Regions from separate parts of the Gasterosteus aculeatus genome. Here region 1 is linked to region 2. The links are chromatin contacts, called in public Hi-C maps. All regions are on one chromosome and are shown on one strand. Each heading gives the region's core, a stretch centred on a gene start, on an enhancer-like site or on the middle of the called end of the contact. The rest is flanking DNA. Distances are from core to core; before and after follow the strand shown.

Region 1 (3,796 bases), core at 906-3,405, 110 kb before region 2:
ACCTGGACCTTTGGCTCCTCCTCGCAAAATGCGCCCCAGACGAAAGATAATAGCTCGCTCGTACTCCTTCACAATCTGTGTACAGAGGGCAGAATAGCAGTATGATCTAAGAGTCCTTTGTTTCTCTTATTTGACATTCAACATGTAATTAGAAAATTCGACAATCACCCTGCTCACTGAGGATACTTTTACCAAAGCAAGAAGAAGACTGTTGAATAAGGACACATAATATTGGATATGCGTTTGCGGTACAAACCGCTCGCTGACCTTAATGCACATCCATACGGAGACGGGCAGAGTGACCAGCATGAGGAGAATGGAGAGCGACACCAGCAGCCAGCCACACAAGCCAATGTCAGAGTCGGAATTCTCCAATGCTGGGGGGCGAGGTGGCAGAAGACAAATACGTTCGTGGGAATATCTCAATATACACTTAATTTGACACGCATTCAAACAGCTGTTTGAAGAAAAACCATGTTCACTCAGGTGTGACCTCGGAATTTTCTCCCATTCATCCATCTGTGAACACCAGCTTTTTGCAAATGAGTATGGTTAGTAACCCACCCACACACACACTACTTTATAGCACTTATTAGATTTAGCACAAGAAGCACATCATCCTTCCTGCCTGCAGCATTTCACTCATTCACAATCAGCTATGGACAACATGCAGCCAGTCAATGGATGAGATCCCTACCTTCAAGATCATGTAAATTCATTGGACCTACAGACAGAGTTATAAGTCAGGATGCCATAGAACGACTAACAGTAACGTTGAATAATGGATACATGCTTTAAATAATGAAAAAAACAGTCATTGATTGGACTGGGTCGGTGGGCTGCTGCTCATCATCATCCCCAACATTACATCACCAACTTAATCAATACTGATCACCATGTGGCTTCGCAAGCACAACCCAGCCTGGAAGTCAGAGTAATTCCTGCCAATGACATTAACTGGTCAGGCGTCAGCGGTCATTTCCCACTAACCACGTGTCTGAGGGTCCAACCCAGCTGTCACAACAGCAGGATTTATGTGGTCAACTTGGTATACACTTGAATTTTAGTGCACCTATGTGCTGACTTTTACGGTATTAAACAGGTAACCTGAATAAACGCTATTTAATCAATAATTCCAGACAATGATTGAAGTATGTGTTCAGGACCTCTCTGACAACTCTTGTACAGAAAATTTAATATTTTTACTGTACAAATTTAGAGAATCCTCCAAAGTAAAAGTAAAAAATGTGTATGTTAAAAAACATAATGTAAATATTTCTGCAATAGAAATAGTTTTCTCAATAAATGACTAATACATGTGCTGAGGATCTCTGTGCACACTATTATACAGCAACGATTGATGTACATGTTTAGGACATCTGAAAACTAGAATGCTTTTGGATTGTTTGAAATAATTGAGAAAGACGCTTTCGAAAGCAAATATTGAGAAATTATCCTTTTGAACAAACAAATATAGGGCTTTGGAGAATTATTGATTGATTAATAGCTTTTGTTCAGGTTACATGTTTAAAACCGTAAATGTCACCATATAGGTGCACTAACATTCTCACAACACCATCAACCAACATGACCTTAATTGAAGGATGCAACGCAAGCTGTCGATATATCCAAGTTATCTTTCACTTTACTGTAACTCACTACCAAGTGACCACTAGACGTAAATTCAACGTTGAAATTCGGTTGAAATGAAAGAATTAAACGTCTTTTCAACCCCAGCATGCTAGCTGGGGAACGGTACGTTTACAACCGCTAACTTTAGCCTGTTAGCTCAACATGCTAACGTCAGGCAGCCCTAGCTACGGCGCGCGGACGTCAACGGCTGACCCTGTGTTTGCTATTTTCTTCTATTTCCAAGTCCCCCTCATTTAGGAAGTATGCGAGCGTCACCTGTTTGGCGTTCTCGTCTCCTGGATTCTTTCATGGCTACCTCTTCGTTGTCGGTATCCATAACATACAGCGGTTCGGATGTGCAGTGGTGGAGGCGAGCTGCCCCGTGTGTGCCGCAGTGGACCCGTGCCTGCGGTCTGCTGCTGAGCAGGTCGATGCCCTCGCTGCTCGGCTTCTACCCCTTCACGTGACTTGTAGGGGCTGTGACGCGTAAAGCGGAGGCATGTTTTCCAGGGAGCGTTTCCGCCTTCAAAATAGAAGACCAAATTCACACACGAAATTAATCTTAGTGGTCTGTCTTTGGGGAAGAAGTCGTGTAAAGGTCTTGCATTTGTATTTTTACTTTTCGTCTCGAGAGTGTAGAGGCTACATTCCCCAAACATCACCAATCACCAACCAAATACATTGCAGCCGATATGTGCCTGATTGAGGTCGAGGCCCCAGAGGTCCATTCACAAAAGAAGAGTTCCCAAATCCCAACGTCGGCGTGCAGTTGGACCGTTTTCTCTGTGGCACCTAGGATCTAAAGTGGCCAGCACCATAAACTGGCTGAACTGAGAGGACTATTTATAGGCCATTTTGCAGAACAAGTAAACAGCTGAAAGCAGCTCCCGTTCAAAACCTTTCCAAACTAACTTTCAGAGGTAGAATTCAGCATGCAAGAGGTTTATTGTCCCTCCAGTAATACCAGAATAATTGTGTCGCCCTTGTGCCCTTGCGTACATGGGCATATGGTGCCTGCAACCTTTTCTACACAGTCCACATATTTTCTATAAATTTATTAAGCAAGTTGAGGGGAAAAAAAATCAAATGTCACCAGATAAAGAATAAAGGGGGCTGTGCGGTTTTTCACATAACTTGAATAAAATCTATATGGGCTACATAACAAATAGGGAAGATAAAAAGGTTGTTAAACAAACGTGTTTTGTAATGTACTGTACATATTGTATGTTGGAGGACAACACAAGAAAAAACTTTGATATAAAACAAATAACCGTAACAGCAACTCAATGAGCACTCTGGTCCTGGGAGTGACAATGGACATGACATTTGTGTGAGGTACTTGCTGTCATTATTAATCCAAAACTCAAAATTTGAGTTGAAAAAGTTGCAAGTTGAAAATGAGGTCAGTAGCAGGTGTGGTGCCAATGTGGCTGCCTGGGGGGGGGGGGGTTGCTCAAGCTGCCTACAGGTCTGCGTGCTGGGCACATACTGCCCTCAAGCACTCAGCAGGCCTTCTGTAACATAATCCTGCAGGGGGATTTATCTGGTTTATTCAGTTAATCCCCAAAGGATGTCAGGGGACATGCGGGCAGGTGAGGCCATCATGAAAGCTAAAAAACAAATAATGACGGGATAGATATGAATATTTCTCTTCTGCTATAAGTATAATTTCTGTATGACTTCAAGCACTTTTAGATTCAAAAACGTTTAATGTGCGCATGTCTTGTTCAAAGAGAGAGGAGACAGGTGGGGTGAGGCGGCATCGAGCTGTGCCTCAGCTGGGTTGAGCGTGTGCCTTTTGCTTTCCTATTGCTTGTCACCCCTGTTATGCGCCTAGACACTTTTATCATATGTCCTCTGTCTGTTGGTCATGTATTTTAAATATGTGGAGACATTCTTTAGTCTTGCAGAAGGAGCAGAAGAGTCGTTGCCTCACCGACACAAATTGTCACCGCACGTCACAGTGATGTGGTTGTTTAATTCACTTTTTAGTCTTTTCTAATCACAGCTGACATTGCTGTTCAATTAAATGAACTGCTGTTTCTCTAAATTACAATTGATCATCAGACTGGGCCTGATTATGAAAAAACGGAATAGTGGATTAAAATAAAGATCTCTCTTTTATCAATAGGCTGAAGTCACATTCACTACAAGGTTTATATAT
Region 2 (3,940 bases), core at 819-3,318:
CTTCCCCGCGCTGTACCAGCCGAGTGTACACGCAGAACGAGAAACAACACCTCTGTTCAGAGGTATTTAAAGTCAGCCAGAACACCATCCTCCCCGCAGACCTCTTTTGGACAAAAAAAAAGAATAAATAAATAGATAGATCAAATGAGAAATCAAAAACAAACCAAACACCTCCACATATCCATCCCCTCAGACGCTCCGATGCAACAGTCAACATGAAATCTCGCCCATCAAAAACATATGTAAGTCTTCTCCGAACAGGTGAGAAATTAAAACCAGTGCTCTTCTGGTGCTTGTAAACAAATTGGTGTGACAAATTGGTGTGAAGGGTGGGTGCACCAAATCTGTCAGATTCCCATCTCCACGACGAAGACACCATTTCAGAAAGATTTTTTAGGGGATCTTTAAATTCTTTGAGCACAGGAAAAATTAACTTCCATTCCCTTCCAGCTGTGCAAGCAGAAATCTAAAAAGGGACCAATTTCTCACAATTTGGACATATTTAAGCGACATTATCCGCATTGGCTGATACAACTGGAGCCAAGTGGGATGTTTTTTGAACGATGTTTGGATGAACGGACTATTAAAAAAAACTTTGGGCTCACAGTATCACATGTAAGTTATCCATCACTTTGAGATGTGCGCTTCTCGGTCTCATAATCAAATTCATAAGACTAGCATCTTCACTGGTATCACTGCATCCCCTTTGTGTCCCTGTCACCTTCCAAAATTCTCAAAATTCAAATAGGGGAATGACTCAGAATGAAAAAAAGAAAAAGTAGAAAAATATTGTGGGAAATCCTGTTGTCCACTCAGACGAATGGAACAAATAACACTGAAATCCAAAGAGCTGCTGTCATGTTACTCTTTTTGTGGATTTGTAGCTCTTCTCGGTCGTTAAACTTGTCTCTGCACCTCAGTCCGATGTCTAACTGTGCTCCTGATGTGTTTCGTTGTAGTCCATAATTTTAAGCCGCTGACGGGGTCCCCCTGAACCCGTCTGGCCCCGCCCACCCCCTGACCCAGCCTTCCGGCGGGGGCTTTCCTGGCTAGGGGCCCGCTGATCCGTCTCGGCGGGGGGCTCCTTGGTGGGCACTGTGAGAGGAGCGGCAGGGACCGGGACGGGAGGGGTTGCCGGGCCGACGTAACCTGGAGTAGGGGGCTCAACGCACAACCCCGTCTTGAGGCCGTGGGCGAGGCCAGCCAGGAGAGCTGGGGGGAGCTGCTGCTGCTTCTGCTCCTCCTCCTCCTCGTCATCACACTGGCTCTCGCTCTTGTTGCGGAACAGCTGGCGGGCCCTCATGCCCAGGAAGCTCTTGGTGCTGGGGTAGGAGCCCACGGTGAGCGGCGCATCCGAGGGGGGCAGGGGCACGAGCGGGTTGGCGTACGGACACAGCAGGGAGGGTTCCACCAGCAGGGGCGGGACCAAGTCCTGGCTGCCGTTGAGGGAGGTGCCTGTGGTCCTGGAAGAGTTGCTCGCCTTTGGTTGCTGCGGCGATAAAGTGCTGGTGCTGCTGCCCCGAGGGGAATTGCGCAATGATCTGCTGTCCACTTCTTCGTTGCTGTGATGCTGGCCGTCGGGTGCCACGACACTGTGGAGGACAAGGAAAACGGTTTAGAACAGAAAAATCTATCGATAGACTAGATGATGAAAAGTATTTACGGCTATTGAGAGAAATTACATTCATTCACTAATTAACTGACAAAGCTTTTGGGTTTCACTTAGACAACCGAGCCTGGAATGAGTTGCACTGTTCCTTGTGATAAAAAATGCAGTATCTAGATATATAGAGGTACATCTGCAGGGTCATCAAAATTTAAAATAAGCAAGGAATAACGCTTTCACGTTAAACAGGCTACCATTTGTGTGTAATGTAAATTTCACAGTTGCCAAATGAAAATGAACGTGGCAGAAACTGACCTGGTTTCAGCACAGGGGTATGAGTCAGCTCTGCCCCCTGGTGGCGAACCGCTGGCGGTGCCAGCCGGAGCCTCAGTCTCCACTCTGCTGTAGAGCTGCAGCAGTTCAGTCTGCAGCAGCTGAGTGATTCTCCTCTGAGCTTGATACCTGCCGTCTGAGGACTGCAGCTCCGCCCTGCAAAGACAAGATGAAGTGCTGGAGCGAGAGAAGACGACGAAGTGGCCTTGACGGGTCACGAGGTCGGCACTCACTTAGCTTGACACTTCACGTCCTCGAGGAACTTCTTCTGCTCGGCGATGAGGTGCTCCTTCTTGGTCTGGTGCGTCTCCAGCTCGCAGACTCTCTGCTGCGCTGCCTCCAGCTTCTGACCCTGAAACAGCAGACTCTGCCTCAGCGTCTCCACTTCTTTCCCGTAAGACGCCTTCAGCATCAGGGCCTCCTGCGTGGTGGGGTCGTCGTCCACACAGGCACAAAGAGCAACAAGAAATGAATGGGAGGGCAAAGAACACGCAGCTTGTTCTTTTCATGGTGGCTCTGTGAGGAGCCTTCAGATTGTATCCCTATTTTTCAATGGAATAAATGCTCATTTCTGCCATTACGACCTATGGATTAGATTTGACTTTGAGTATACAAACAAAGTAACACAGGCTGGTCATTCATCAGTTAGGCCGTGGATATGAAAATTGGGTGTCAATTGAGAATTATAGGAGAGCACAAGGGGACTGTAGTTTACGATGTGCAAATTGTAAAAATGTGTAAAAAATATGAAAGTTGTGCAGCGTGGCAGGAGTCTGATCTATATAACTAAAAAATAAATTTAAAAAAGGATTGGACCAAGCTGTCTCAAACATAGACAAGACAGCTTGACATATAGACATCTATCTTGACATATATAGTTCTGCTACTCTAATGTTAGTAGTTCATTACCTAAGATGCTCTCCAGATCCCAAAACTGGATGAGTGATGGAAGATATAATTTAATATTTATTTTCTACTAAACATAATCTTTGGATTATTGACCTTTCATCTGTGTGTTAACTGTAGATTGTAAAAAGGTTAGAAAAAGTTTGAACAGAGCTCAACTTGACAGGCTTTGTTGAGGATAAAACACTTTCGGGGAGGGAATTTATGAGCAGGATGTATTTTACGATTGAACTTGGCACCCAATCGGATTCCCTTTTCCCCCTCAGAAGGTCTCCGACAGGCCGGCACACACAGACAGACAGGCGCACACTTGCTCCCAGCGTACCTTGGTAGTGTCGGTGGCTGCGTGCGGTAGCCCCTGCATGGACAGCTTATGAGACTCCCCGAGGAGCAGCAGCTGCTTGTTTAGGAAGCTCATCTGCTGCTGGGTGCTCTCACTGTTGCTCAGCTGAAGGACACACGAGACAAACAATGACGCCGGAGGGCAAATCAGCAATTAGGCAACAAACCACACCTGTCCAGGAATATGTGGGAACGCATCGACAGCGAGCGAGAGGCCATTCGGATGTGATCTCTCACAGGAAACCCGGCGAATCTTCCACGAGCTGCACCTAAGGATCCGTCTAAACATTACAGGGCTCTCAGGGGCTTCTTCATCACTTTACTGACATGGAAATGATGTAAGGATATGAATCCCCCCGTACGGTCTGAGTGCATTTATTGATCCAGCAGCCTGTTCCCTGAATCACCTGCTCAGTTTGTCAGGATTACGGGTTCAGTCTGGGTCAGACTTCAGACAAACCCCAGGAGGCAAGAACAAAACCGGAGCCCCCCACGGCGCTGCTGTACTAAAAATAGAGAGGGAGAGGCAGCATCGCTAAGGCAACAGAGTCCTTGGACAGTCTACGGACTAGGCGCTGCTGTAGGTCCCGCGTGACACCAACGGTTTTCAGGAAGGCAGAAGGAAGCACACAGGGTTCTTTGTGGATATACATTTTACACTGGATGAGACAGAAGGGACCAAAGAGTCTTGCTGATTTAAAGGGACAGGATTGTTGAAAGCAGGGTTTTGGTTACTTATACCTTCAGTATAAT

What was found. Hi-C and Micro-C count contacts between places; a contact is called where the count stands out from the background.
Region 1: a contact with region 2 is called in a Hi-C map of skeletal muscle, with 5 times the contacts expected there. The contact joins the promoter of stom here to the enhancer-like site in region 2. A contact is called at or near these places in 2 of 6 Hi-C or Micro-C datasets (both in skeletal muscle).

What each region holds. Positions count from the first base shown.
Region 1 is chr14:12,879,311-12,883,106 of fGasAcu3.hap1.1, reverse strand. stom (stomatin) reads right to left here and starts at 2,155. Exons shown (of 7, transcript XM_040197562.2): 1 at 1,909-2,155; 2 at 268-377; 3 at 3-75. The coding sequence starts at 1,969.
Region 2 is chr14:12,768,594-12,772,533 of fGasAcu3.hap1.1, reverse strand. It overlaps tsc1b (TSC complex subunit 1b), which reads right to left. Exons shown (of 22, transcript XM_040197747.2): 19 at 3,171-3,293; 20 at 2,173-2,360; 21 at 1,922-2,095; 22 at 1-1,592. The coding sequence ends at 929. Among protein-coding and RNA genes, the nearest start is that of LOC120831966, 3.3 kb to the left of the region's middle. Within about 2 kb of position 2,068, at least 1 of the 9 cell types and tissues checked has open chromatin away from gene starts, as enhancers often do.